Linked DNA regions of Mus musculus: all the other regions are linked to region 1. A link is a contact called in public HiCAR-type and HiChIP or PLAC-seq data. All regions are on one chromosome and are shown on one strand. The core of a region is the stretch at or near the end of the contact, and the rest is flanking DNA. Distances in the headings are between cores, read along the strand shown.

Region 1 (2,573 bases), core at 54-2,553:
CTACATACAGTCAGACATATCCTATCATTACATCTGTTCCAGCCAAACTGCTAGGGAGTCAAATAGTTTTCCAATTAGAGCTCCCATTTATAAAACTCAATGCCCATCAAGACCTGCAGCATAAGTTATCACCTTCTTCTCCATATACCACAAACAGCGTATCATAATATCCCCTGCCCGCTGAACATGTATTAAGACTGACCTGAGTTTGAGAACCCGAAATTAAATCAATTAGAAAACAGAAGTAGCCCAATTTAATTCTTCGAAAGTAAAAGACGTCTCTATAAGGACCAAAAACCAAACTTGGTTAAAAAGGTATTTTAAGAAACACTTTGTAACTCTAATAGGCCAAAATTCTTTAAAAAAAAAAAAAAAAAAGTCACCCTAAGCCATACACGGACAGGCCAAGTAGCTAATTATAATGGTCAGGCAAAAGTTCCCAGACAACCCACAGGGAACAGGGAAGGCCTGTCTTTGTATCCCTGCAGACAGCAGTTAGCAAAACTGAAAGAAATAAAATAATTTAAACTACAATGCAAAACTGCACAATGCCGAGTTCTTCTTTGGTTTAGTATTCTCGGGCGGGGGGGTGGGGGGGCGGTGTTTTTATTCTAGAAGGCTCCAAGAGGGGTTCAGGCCTGGCTGAAAGGAGACAGGGAAAGTTTGGGCTCCGCGTCTACAAGGACTGATGGAAGTTGCTGGTCCCGGATTCCGGAGAGGGGCGAGGGGACTGGGGCGGCACCTGCGGACGCCGGCCGGGGCTGGGGCACAGCTGCCGGCCCGGATCCTGGGAGTGCCGAGAAGGAAGTGGTGGTGGCGGGGAGGATGAAGCTTCGGCTCGGTCACCGGCTCCGAAACTCTGTCAGCTCCAAGCCCCGAGGAGACGGAGGGGGTGGGGTCCCGCCGCCCCGCCGGTCACCGGGTCGGGGGAGGGTGGCCGCGAAGCGCGGGCCCGGCACCTACCTGCGGTCCCGGGCGGCAGCCCCAGACGAGGCCTAGTGCACCGCCGCCTCCATCCCTCCACGTCGCGCCGAGACTGCTGCTCCGCGGCCGCCGCCGCCCTGCGCGCCGGGTCCGAGCCCGGTTCCCGCCTCCGCCCCGCGCCTGCTGGCCGGCGGGCCCGGGAGCACAGGGCCGCCCTCTCGAGCCCAGCGCCGCTCGGGGGCAGAGCGGCCGCGGCGGGCCCCTCACGTCTCGCCCGGGTGTCCTGTCAGCCAGCAGTCTCCCCCGGGTCCGCAGCGCCGCCTCCGCCGCTGCTGCCGCCGCCTCTCCCACATCCCCGGCCTCCAGGGGAGCCGCCGCCGCGCCGCGACCACCGCCCCCGGCGCCTCAGCTCCCCACGCCGCCGCCCGCCTCACGCCACCGGCCCGGCGCGGCTGGGTCCGCGGAGAGCGTGCAGCAGGCCGCCGCCGCCGCCAGGCCGCCGCAGCCCCCAGCCCACAATCCACCGCGGCGTCGCCGGGGCGGGAGGGCCGCGGCCAGACCGGGAGTCGCCGCGCAGCTCCGACAGGGCCTGGCGCGGCCGCCGCAGAGCTAGCGACCCCAGAGCGGGGACGACCCCGCGTGGCTGCCCCGTGCCTCCCCCTGTCGTCCTCGTAAAGGCAGGAGTCGTCTCGGATCTGCGCTCCAGCTCGCACGGTTCCCCCCCCCCGCCCAGGTTGTCCAAAGAAGCCGAGCGTTGCCTTCCGCCTTCCCTGGCGAGCGGGCGGGAGCGGACCCCTCGCCCCCCAGACCAACTGACTCCCGGCCGCTTACACCCACTAAAGCCCTAGCTTCCGCCTGCCCTGACTCCCTCAGCCCCTCATAGTAAACAAACATGGCTCCGTCTCCAAAATTAATGCCTTTCAAAGGTGAAAGGTCAACTCCAGATACCCCACTGGCCTCCAGCACTTAAGGCCTTTTGAGGCTACCCTGTCCCCCCAGTTCCTGGCTTCCAATCACCTGTCACATTTCTCAGGCGCATAAGTCAGTTGTCCCTGCCCTTTAAAAATCTGAAAAACTTGGGTGTGTGTGCTTATTATTAAAATCTATTTGTGATTCCTAACAGCATTTCCAATTAGGCTGAGTTCAGAGAGAATTGTGATCTTACTAGTAAAATTACCATCTGCAAGATAGGGTGTCTTAGACTACAATATGTTTATAAGTCTCCAATCACCTTTGGTTGATTCAGGAGTCTTGAGACTCAGAGCCACCAAGGTCTGGAAAAATAAGAAAAAAAGTCTTAATTACTTGAGGGTCTTTCTTAACTTTATGAAGATTTTATTCCATTTTGGAACTGTTTAGCCTACAAATAAGTTTCATGCATTTCAAAAGTCTGTTTTACAAAGCAAAAGTGAAAATGTAACTCAGTAGTTAACTGGAAAAAGAAACTGATGCAAGTCTTGGTCTTAGTAAGTCATTGAAAATTGCTAACAGCTTTTGTTAATTTACTCACCAAAAAGGTATGGTTGGTCAGGCAGTGGTGGCGCATGCCTTTAATCCTAGCACTTGGGAGGCAGAGGCAGGCAGATTTCTGAGTTTTGAGGCCAGCCTGGCCAGCCTGGTCTACAGAGTTCCAGGGCAGCCAGGGCTAC
Region 2 (2,573 bases), core at 52-2,551, 910 kb after region 1:
GAAATGAGGAACATGGGTCTGTAGGAATCATCCATCCTTGCACAGAGAGGTAAACCATGTTCTGGGAAACAAGATAAAAATATGTATAGGTCCTCATCTAATGAACACACCTCCCTCCCACCAATAAGCTCCTATTTCAACAAGCTGTACATGACAGCTAAATGGCTTCATGTAAGGAACTCTTTGCTGTCTCAACAATTGGACGTTTTACACCTCGACAGGACATATTGATTTGCACAGGTTTCTGTTATGGTATACTTCAAAATTACTTTACTTCACATTGTCTTCCTCTTTAACTCAGCTACACCTAACTAGGGCTTTCTTGGAGGTCTGGGGAGGTAGTTCTTTTCAAAAGCAGAATAGGGAAAAATAAATAAATAAATAAATAAATAACACAATAAACGACTGCCAAGGTTTCCCTTTTTATCTGCTGTGGCCCGGGAAGATAGTAAATAAATGGCATTTTTAAAAAATCCATTGAACCATCTTTCAGACTGGCCAAACACTTGACTGAACTGTTGGCGTGCCAAGTCTGGAGACCCGGAAGGGGGTGGTTAAAATCCCGCTTGTGTTTCAGCTTAAGTTACATGGCAGACACGCCACCGAAAGTGGTGGCGTTAGAGCTCTGTTTCTCTGGGAGAGTTTTACGTCTTCAGCCTGCACACACCAGGCTTCTCCCCAGAGTCCAATGGACTCGCCCCAGAGGGCGCTAGTGCACGCAGTGGCTCACCCTTGGCACTGTGCATAGTGCCACCCGGACTCGCTGGTCACCTAAGGGTAAAGCTCTGCTAGAGTCTTGTACGTGCACGCAATGAGACTTTCCCCCATCCACCCACTCCTTTGTCTCTGTACCAGGAAAGCCTACAGAGCCCTTAGAAGAAAGGATTTCCCGCAGGATGGAGGTTGGGTCGTTCCGGACTCCCTAGCGGAGGGCGGGCACCAACCTCCGAGGGCTCCCCTCCTCCACCAGCTGAGGAGAAGAACTGCCGAGGCGTTCCAGACGCTCCCCTCCCTCTCTCCCCGAGGCCTGGACAGTAGGACTGAAAGCTGCCAGGAGACAGGATTGGCCGATGGCCTCACGCCCCGTCGGGAGAGCCCAGCCTGCCTGTCTCTCACTCTCTTTGCTGTGCCTCCCGGAGGGTGGGAGAAGGGCGGGACCTGGGAAACGTCAGGGAGGTGGGGAACGGATATTCAGGGTTCTAATTGGTCGTAACATCGGAGGTGCGCCTACATGGGCGGGGCGAGCTCAAGCCCCGCCCTCCTTCCTAGGCTGCAGCCTCCAGCGTGCCTCCTGCGTTGCATCATCTCCAGCCTGCAGCGGCTCTGAAAGAAGGCTGGGCGCGGCGCGGTCTGCTCTGCCTGGGCTCCAACCCACAACCCACGTCTCTCTTTTATCTTTCTGAAAAGTGTTCCTGTAGGGACTCACAGAGCTCGGAAGCCGCAGCTGGCACAGGCCACTGTCTCCGCCTGATCCATTCATTCGAAACCGGTCTTTTCTCCAAGTTCCTTGAGTGTTACCGCTTAGAGCGGTGGGCAACGACATGGAGAAGAGCGGCGAGACCAACGGCTACCTCGACGGCACCCAGGCAGAGCCTGCGGCCGGGCCCCGAACGCCCGAGACGGCGATGGGCAAATCGCAGCGCTGTGCTAGCTTTTTTCGGCGCCACGCGCTGGTGCTGCTCACCGTGTCGGGAGTGTTGGTGGGTGCCGGCATGGGCGCGGCGCTGAGGGGGCTGCAGCTCACCCGCACCCAGATCACTTACCTGGCCTTCCCGGGCGAGATGCTGCTCCGCATGCTGCGCATGATCATCCTGCCGCTGGTGGTTTGCAGCCTGGTGTCGGGAGCCGCCTCCCTGGATGCCAGCTCCCTCGGGCGTCTGGGTGGCATCGCTGTTGCTTACTTCGGCCTCACCACGCTGAGCGCCTCGGCTCTCGCCGTTGCTCTGGCGTTCATCATCAAGCCAGGGGCGGGCGCGCAGACCCTCCAGTCCAGCAGCCTGGGGCTGGAGAACTCAGGGCCTCCTCCGGTCTCCAAAGAGACAGTGGACTCTTTCCTCGATTTACTCAGGTACTGCTCTCCACCCCGCCAAAGGCACGGCGGGAGACGCCACGTGCACTCATATCACCTAGAGTTAATTCAGTTACTGTTGGCCCTTAACACTAAATTTCATATTTACGTCTGGGCTACGTGCTGGCCACACCTTTAAAGACTGGAGGCCACAGCTTTTTGCTGGAACCGATTTTCCGTTAGGTGGGATGTTAAGTGTATACCTTCTCAGTTGTGCTTTACTCCTTACACTGGGCTCTCTCAGTTTTGTTTGTTTGTTTTGTTTCGTTTTTTTAATTGTTCCTGTTTTCTCCCCTACATCACCCCAAAGCTTCCAGGACATTGAGTGACTTTCACCAGAGGAGCTATCCAGCTTGTAGTCTGAGGTTTTCTCTGATTCAGCCTTTGGTCTGGAAGGAAGTTGGCAATTTTCAGCAGAATTATGGATGTGTCCAAGAATAATAAAACTGGAGTTAGTTATGTGGAGCCCGTTGCCCAGCTACGTGACTGCCTCTCAGGCTTAGGA
Region 3 (2,573 bases), core at 51-2,550, 780 kb after region 1:
GTGACCTTTGACCCCTTCTTTCTATTTTTTGCCCAAATTCCTTTGTGTAGAGAATGTTCTACTCATATTCAGAAGGAAGGTTTTTCTTTTCTTTCTATTATTCTTAAAAAGCTGTCATATATCCTTTTTATCTTTTTCTTCAAGATCTAGCAAAGAATGAGGAGGATTGCGCCACTGAGCCAATCCTCACACAGAACTCTTTTATTCTTTAATCTTAGAACCTTTTTTTTTTTTTTTGAGACAGCCCAGGCTGTCCTTGAACTCCTGATCCTCCTGCCTCTACCTCCTTAGTGGTAGGATTACAGACACAAGGCACCATGTCTAGTTTTTAGAGCTTTAAAAAAAGTATCCTCCCTCCACATGACAGGCAATATGGATAAAGGAACAGTCCTTTGTGTGTTCATAAGTTTTACCCATAATGTACTGCTGTGCAGCTTCCTTTGGGGTGAAGCTCCAGGCTCTGAGGGTGAAACTTCATGGGGAATGTGTGCCTAGCATATCTGAAGCCATGGGTACAACCCCTAGCACCAAAAAATAAACAAGATCTAAACCAGGTGGTGGTGGTGGTGCATGCCTTTAATCCCAGCACTCCGGAGGCAGAGACAGGCGAGCTCTGAGTTTGAGGCCAGCCTGGTCACAGAGTGAGTTCTAGAACAGCAAAGGCTACACAGAGAAACCCTGTCTTAGAACAAAGGAAAAAAAAATCTAACAAAGAATTAATCAAGCTACGTCCAACCTTACTTCAGGAGTCACTTCCTTCAGAGCATGGGAGAGGTATTAACCAATAACTCACACACCTCAGGTGGGCACTGGGCCTTGCAACCAAGCCCCCTGGAGTGCTGGAGATACCACACCACCATAGCGCCTCTCACTGGAGTGTCCACCAGGATAGTGCAGCCTTGAAGGTATGTGACACCAAGTGTCCCTTCCCCCACACTGGCTGGATATGAGCCCTGGGGTCTGAGTGGGGTGAACATTTTCTGGCTTCAAGAGCTTTCTTCTGCTTTCAGAGTCCCTTCCAGGCTGATCTTCCACTTCTCCAGAGTCCTTCGCTTTTGTGTTTGGGCCAGCAGGAAAAAAGCCCTTGGCTTGGCTCCTTATCTGTCAGGAATCCAACATTTCCAGGGGGCTTGCTTGGTTTCAAGTATTGCCCGAGTCTTTTCTTCCCTCTGTAGCTGAGCTTTTAGCCAGGATTTCTTGGCTCTTAGAAAGATCGAATGCTTGCCTCCCCGAGTGCTCTAGGTCTGTGTTTCATTTGCAGCTGCCTGGCCCTGCACTGGGCGACAGTCTCAGTCCTCCCCTGCCAGCCCATCCCATCATACAGGGCCAACAGAGGAGGTCCTTTGTGTGGTTGTCCTGCAGTGTGGGAGGGAAATGCTTCCAGTTTCCTCCACGGCCCCGTGTCTGCCTTTACCTCAGCACAGCCCAGGGGCAGGGTGGCACTGACTTCAAGAGTGCGCTGGCCATCTCCTAGACCTAGCAAAGAACGGAATGCCAACCCTAAACAGCCCTGGCCCCTAACTGCTTCTAAGTCAGATTGGGAACAGCTCAGCACCTGGTACTTTCCTGACAGAACTTTGCAGCTGATCTTTCCCCACTGGGTTTGGCAAAGCTGTAAAGATTTGGAACCAAAAGAATTCATCAGTTCTGTAGTGCATTATGCCTCAGGCTCTGCCTGCCTAGGGTCTCCTTCCTGGATTCCCCCAGGCACACCCTGACTTTGAAGTCCTCTGGCCTGATGCGTGGCTGCCAGGCCCTGGAGTACAAGTGTCAGGGAAAAGACTGTGGCTTATTTTGGTGGCATTGTTGTCACTCCACGGCCGAGAAAGCAGCTGAGCTCTAGTTTATAGGTAACGGCTGGCAGCCAGTTTAGGACATGAACACAGAAGCAGAGAACTCAAGGACTCTCCAGTGTGTCTCGATCACCAAGGGTGGCCCGTGCCCTGGCATCTATCTCCCAGAAGAGAAGCTACATGGGCAAGCAACAAGGCCTTGGCAAGGCACCCTTCTTTCCTACTGGGGACTGTAAGGGGTGGCCCCGTGCTCTGCTTGTTCCGGGTACCGTGGCTTACATGCAGATAAATAGTATTTGGAGCCTAAGGAAAGTAACTGTGACCAGTGTGCAGTTTTACCTGGTTAGGGAGGAAAGCGGTTGAGTCAGTGGGGAGGGCCTCTGACAGTTCTCACCTCAGTGAGTGTTTGGAAGACAAAGCAGGTCATGGAGAGGCTGCCTTCTTCCAGAGTTACCCAAACCCAAAAGGTTTTGAGTGCTTTGAAGATGAAGGGTCTCTGTCTTAGTTAGGGTTTCATTGCTGTGAGGAGACACCGTGACCAAGGCAACTCTTATAAAGGATAACACTTAATTGGGGCTGACTTACAGGTTCAGAGGTTCGGTCGGTTATCATTATGTTAGAAAGCATAGCAGTACGCAGGCAGACATGGTGCTGGAGGAGCTGAGAGTTCTACATTTTGATCCGAAGGCATCTAGGACGACAGTCTTCCAGACAGCTAGGAGGAGGGTCTCAAAGCCCACACCACAGTGACGCACTTCCTCTAAGGCCACACCTACTCCA
Region 4 (2,573 bases), core at 24-2,523, 690 kb after region 1:
CTCTCTGTCTTTAGAGATGGGTACTGCCGGGGATCCAACCCAGGACTTCACACATGCTAGGCACATGTTCTACTACTGACCCCCATGGCAGCTTGTTGCTTTTGGTATTGAAACAGTGCTTCACACAGTCCAGGCTAGTCTCAAACTCACTATGTAACTGAGGATGGCTTCGAACTCCTGATCCTTCTGCCTTCACCTCCTAAGTGCTAGGATTACAGCCATCATACAACATCATGTTAGGCTACACACTGTGCACACACACACATCCTTGAATTCATTTACAACAGATAATGCACATAACTATTCTAGATGGGGGGTTTCAATCAGACATAAGAGGGACAATAAACTCTGCAGGAAGAGAAACTCTTTAAGGGTTATTTTAAGTCTCCACAAAAGTGTCTAAAAACTTTCATTAACAGATAAACTGTGAGATTTTGTACTTTTATCCCCAAATTTAAATCTAAGAGACAGGAATGCATTATATTATCCTATCTTAGACATAGTTCCAAATAAAGAAACATATGTGATCTAAAAATAATGTTAGCATTTCAAAACACTCAGAAAAAAATTCAACAAACCCACGGTTCACACAGTATTGTGTTTGAATTTAAATCGAAGGCTAGAACCCTGCTGGGTGGAAGTGCTTGCCTAGCATGCATAAGGCCTTCGGTCCAGTTCCAGCACTAAATAACAACGTTAAAAAAAAAAAAGTAACAGGCCTGTCTGCTAAATTTCAAAGCAAAATAATTTAGAAAGATTACTTATAAATTATAGCAATATACTCAGACTTCTTAAGTTAGCCAAATTAGGTGTAGACATACCCACCTGGCAGACAGGACTATTCTAGGCAAAGCTGGAGAGAAGGCACTTTAGTAGCTGGCAAAAGGCTGCCTGTTCACCCTTCTTCAGGGAACTCCCCTTGACTACAGCACCTTCACTGATGTTTCAAGGGTTCCCAGCCTCGGGCCTTTCATGTATTTACTTTTGACTCAGGAACCTAAAATACATTCAAACTGTGTCTAAAACCTCTGTTCACAGGTGCAATTTCTGCTTCCCTTGGGGACAGTGAGGCCTGCTCCATTTTTCACTGCTTCCCTACTGAGAGTCTGTGTGGTAGCTGCAGAAGAAACTATTCTTTGTTCAAGACACAAAAGCCTTCTAACCAATGTTACTTAGACTTAAAGGAAGGCTGGATTCCAGAGAAGGCTACCCAGAACTTCTAGAGGGCGGGTCCCTTTGATCTAGGACTTGTGTTACCGCTGCAGCACACACCAACCAGACTTTGCACTATGCTACGTCACATACGGCCAAACATAAAGGACTAATTTCATTGCAGGGCTCTTTTGTCTCTAGTGCACTATAGGCATCACTGGGAAGACGCTGTGTCTTACTATACTCCCAAGAACCTAGGACAAATACTAAATATTCATAAACATGAAACTAACTCACGATGATCACTGCATGTAATGCTACTTTATAGAACATAGATATATTCACTTTGTTATTCGAGATGAAACTGACACTATCAGTTTCATTTGTGCAGGAAATGACAAAACTGCAGTCACTGAGACTGCAGCCTTAGCTCCCACTGTAAGCAGGCAAAGCAAACTCAAGGTTCTCTTGTTAACTGTTTAATATTGCTGGGACAACTAAGTGGCTACATTCCCATTGTGAAACATTCATTGTTACCAATTTTTATTTTTATTTTTTTAATTTTTGGCTTGGTCACAAAGGAAACAAAGGGACAGGAGAAAACAACTTAAAAAGTCCAATTAAAAAAAAAAATCTAGGAAACACTCCAGACCATGGTCATCATAAAGTTTTCCAGGGTTAATAAATAAGGAAGATTCATGATTTCTGGGAGAAACTGACATTGTTATGTTTTGAAGTCCCAACTCAAATTCAAATACAAATTGCTTACTCAAATGGATTTTGTGGTCGGAATCGGGATTCTCTTTATACAAAAACAAAGGACATGAAATCTACATTAAGATTCTTTCCTGTTATCATTGCATCAGTGTGCAAAGGTTAATTGTGGCTGCTACCAAGCTCTGACTTCCCCCAAACCCTCTGGAACCTGTTCTAGAGTGGGAATATGCCTGTCCTTTCCGCTCTGCAACCCCACCCTGCCTAGCTGGTCCACATTAGGGACTCCAGAATACAATGTGTCTAATTTTATTTGCATTAAATAAAATGTACAACAGGAACTAGAAAGATGACTCAGCAGTTAAGAGCACTGGTTGCTCTTCCAGAGGACCTGTGTCAAATCCGCAGCACTGACAGGGTGGCTCACAACCACCTATAACTCCAACTCCAAAGGATTTGATGCTTTCTTATGGCTTCCACAGGCACCAGACATTCAGGCTGCACAGATGGACATGCAGACAAAATGCCTATACACATAAAATTAAATTAAGTTAAAGATGAATTAAATTACATTTTAAAAATAGCAACAGACTGTTTTCTAAGTCAGAGCCAGGCAGTCTTGCTGGTGCACATCTGTGATTCCTGCATTCACTGAGAGGGTTGACACAGGAGTCCCAGGTCAGCCTGACTAAAAGCAAGTTCAAGGC
Region 5 (2,573 bases), core at 24-2,523, 580 kb after region 1:
TCCTTTTTAAAAAACCTCAGTAAGACGGTGATCTGAGACAGAAATGCTTTCCAGACATAGCTTTGCCCACCCTCGTGGTTCTGCGTTTCCGGCTGGCCGCTGGGGTATCGCAGAGATGACTCTTGGGGAGGCGGTACTCAGAGGAGCTGGTCTGCATTTCTTCCTCGCCACTGGGGTGCCCGCTGGGGTGCCGGGCTGCTCAGAGCAGGCACACACCCTGCCTCCAAAGGAACCCTAGTCCCAGCTGCTGACTGATCAGAATCCCTCCCCCATCCTGGGCCTGACCCTCTACAGAATGCAGCACCAGTGTCTCCGAGCCCAGAGCGGACGCCCAGCCGACCAGCCCCCAGACAAAGGCCCCATGATGCAGAGGACAAGCCAGAGTCTGTGTGCCAACCAAATTCAACTTCAAGTAGGCATGCAGGATGAAGGGGGGCTGACGAAGAGGAAAGAGGTGAGAGAGAGAAAGATGGGAGGACGAGGTTTCCCCTTTATCAGGACTGGTCTGGCAAGACCAAGGGTTTGGCTCCCAGTGGGCGCTGGCTCTGTGACTACATCAGTCATCCCCTCCACGGTGGGTCGGCATATGTCTGGGGCTATGGGAGGGAGATTCTCCTCGGTAGGTAGAGACGCTAGATTCGCCTCTCCCAGTGGCTTTGGTCCCTGGTGATTTCGGTTGCAGAGACTTCCTCCTATGGCCGGCTGCTGATCCCAAGGTTTTCATGGCTCAACCTCTCCAAGTCTCCCCAAGCCTTCAGCAGGGATGGGCATGACTGAAGCACCCGCTAGTGCTGCAGGCCACACACCCCCCAAATCGGCACACTCACAGCTGTCTGGAAAACACTTGGTAGCTGTGCACACATCAGAAACTGTTCTCATCTCTGGACCCTCTCCAGACCCAACTGCAAGGGGAGCATGGATCGGGCTGACTTGCCTCAGCCTGCCAAAGTGCAGGCCACATGGCTCTGTCTTCAGCCACTCAGCTGAATCCCGAGGCAGCCTTCTCCTCTGCTTGGGTGCAGAAACGGGGCGACACACTTCCCACATCTGAAAGACAAGCCTGTCGGGCCGAGGAGGGAGGGGCCTGACTCCCTAAGGTTGGGTTCCTCTCAGACTTCTCCCAGGAACACAGGCTTGTGCTAGGGGCATTGAGAGCTTCCTCAGCCTACCACCCCTCCCCCACTTTGCCTCCAGCCTTTCTCCAGCTTGTGCTCTGCAGCCATTTCTTGTCACTGCTGAACAATAAGCCTTGCAGGCAGCTGGCAGCTTGGCCCTGCCTGGGAGGCGGGGGAAGTCTGTAGCACTATGGGGCTGAGACAGCCAGACTGCTGCAGAGAGGGTTCCCAGCTCCAGGGACAATGTCACCATGTGCTGTCTGATCCTGTCGTGCACAGGACAAGCCATCCCAGATGCCTCCAAGGGTGGCACCTTAGGGCCTTCAAGAGTTTTTTTCAAATCCTTTTGGTCTGCAGTCCAAGACCAGCCCTCCCACTGTGATAACAAACAAGGAGAGGCCAGATAGCCAGCCTCATCTTGCTCCCAATAAGTTACTAACCTCAAGTCACATTGCCAAAGTAAGGGAGTCTGAGAACACCCAGAGTGCTCAGTCACAGAAAGTTCTCCCTACTGGCTAACTGCTGGTCCTACTGGCTGCTCCTCTCCATACCTTAAGGTAGTGATGTAGGTATGTCAGGAGGGGCACACCTCCCCCCAACCCATCCCAGACCCGGGGAAGAGTTTTCAGGTCTCCAAACTATAGGCAAGATATGCTGTGCTAAAAAGACTGGAGAGAAACTATAGCCTCAGCAACTCAGGTGGCCAAGACAGAAGCACTTACATGCAGGTGTTTGAGACCAGCTGGGATAACAACCGGTTTCCATACACACAAAACCAAACTTATTTAGGGCTGGAGAGAAAGAGAGGAGCAGGCTTGGGGTTGGTGACAAAGGGTCTTCTAATGAGCCAAGCTGAATGCTACTCCTCTGAAGCCATAATCAGGCTCCTTAGAGCAGAAGACCAGACCCCTCATAGGCCTAGAGCTTTCTGAAGATATCCCCCTCCTATGTGGCTTGGCTGTTAACCCTGTTCCCTCCTCTCCAGCACTCTGGTACACTGGGGCTCCCTGGACACCCAAGCCAATTAATCTCTTTAGGGGTAAACGTCCACCTTACTGAAAGCCTGTCTGCCTTGTTTGCGCCAACACTATCTTAAGGATTGTGTGGGTTGCAGTATCACTTTGGCAATGTGTCTCTGTAAAGGGCCAAATGGCAACTCCTTTGAACTAAGAGTCAGTACAACTGTACCTGCTCAGCTGTACTATGGAGTCAGACATCAGCCCTAGGGACGCATACCTAAGTAAGCACGGCCATTGTCTGGGGCCACTCTACTGCTTATTAACACTGGCAGTGTATAGTTTGTGGGGGTGTGACGTGACGACGTCTGGAGAAGACGAAATCCCAGGGTTCCTGTTCTTCAGAACTGTAGTGTTGCAAAGAAAACCTGTGTGCAGCTCAGGTGAAGCCAGGACAGAATTTGTTCTTGCAAAGTCTGGAGCCCTGAAAGAGTTGAGGACA

Evidence for each region. HiCAR-type assays count read pairs that join an accessible place to other places. HiChIP or PLAC-seq counts read pairs in DNA pulled down with a chosen protein or histone mark.
Region 2: a contact with region 1 is called in a HiCAR-type map of astrocytes, with 2.7 times the contacts expected there. The contact joins the promoter of Slc1a4 here to the promoter of Vps54 in region 1. A contact is called at or near these places in 2 of 39 promoter capture datasets (hippocampal neurons and pre-B cells) and 5 of 115 datasets of contacts at active chromatin or transcription factors (astrocytes, embryonic stem cells, large pre-B cells and 1 more).
Region 3: a HiCAR-type map of astrocytes shows a contact between it and region 1, with 4 times the contacts expected there. The contact joins the enhancer-like site here to the promoter of Vps54 in region 1. A contact is called at or near these places in 7 of 115 datasets of contacts at active chromatin or transcription factors (astrocytes, bone marrow-derived macrophages, embryonic stem cells and 3 more).
Region 4: an H3K4me3 HiChIP or PLAC-seq map of bone marrow-derived macrophages shows a contact between it and region 1, with 9 times the contacts expected there. The contact joins the enhancer-like site here to the promoter of Vps54 in region 1. A contact is called at or near these places in 3 of 39 promoter capture datasets (cranial neural crest, hippocampal neurons and pre-B cells), 5 of 484 Hi-C or Micro-C datasets (CD4 T cells, embryonic stem cells, muscle stem cells and 1 more), 6 of 115 datasets of contacts at active chromatin or transcription factors (astrocytes, bone marrow-derived macrophages, embryonic stem cells and 3 more) and 1 of 9 other capture datasets (liver).
Region 5: a contact with region 1 is called in a HiCAR-type map of astrocytes, with 2.4 times the contacts expected there. The contact joins the enhancer-like site here to the promoter of Vps54 in region 1. A contact is called at or near these places in 2 of 115 datasets of contacts at active chromatin or transcription factors (astrocytes and embryonic stem cells) and 1 of 9 other capture datasets (liver).

The regions. Positions count from the first base shown.
Region 1 is chr11:21,237,762-21,240,334 of GRCm38.p6, reverse strand. It overlaps Vps54 (VPS54 GARP complex subunit), which reads right to left and starts at 1,303. Exons shown (of 23, transcript NM_139061.5): 1 at 964-1,303.
Region 2 is chr11:20,331,441-20,334,013 of GRCm38.p6, reverse strand. Slc1a4 (solute carrier family 1 (glutamate/neutral amino acid transporter), member 4) reads left to right here and starts at 1,301. Exons shown (of 8, transcript NM_018861.3): 1 at 1,301-2,068. The coding sequence starts at 1,542.
Region 3 is chr11:20,459,373-20,461,945 of GRCm38.p6, reverse strand. No RefSeq gene overlaps it. Among named protein-coding and RNA genes, the nearest start is that of Gm39606, 7.6 kb to the right of the region's middle. Within about 2 kb of position 1,300, at least 63 of the 459 cell types and tissues checked have an H3K27ac peak or open chromatin away from gene starts, as enhancers often do. A contact at or near this core is called in astrocytes, where this site is marked.
Region 4 is chr11:20,551,916-20,554,488 of GRCm38.p6, reverse strand. It overlaps a transcript of Sertad2 not described here. Among named protein-coding and RNA genes, the nearest start is that of Gm32142, 75 kb to the right of the region's middle. Within about 2 kb of position 1,273, at least 71 of the 459 cell types and tissues checked have an H3K27ac peak or open chromatin away from gene starts, as enhancers often do. A contact at or near this core is called in bone marrow-derived macrophages, embryonic stem cells, memory CD8 T cells and 2 more, where this site is marked.
Region 5 is chr11:20,654,586-20,657,158 of GRCm38.p6, reverse strand. No RefSeq gene overlaps it. Among named protein-coding and RNA genes, the nearest start is that of Sertad2, 24 kb to the right of the region's middle. Within about 2 kb of position 1,273, at least 172 of the 459 cell types and tissues checked have an H3K27ac peak or open chromatin away from gene starts, as enhancers often do. A contact at or near this core is called in astrocytes and embryonic stem cells, where this site is marked.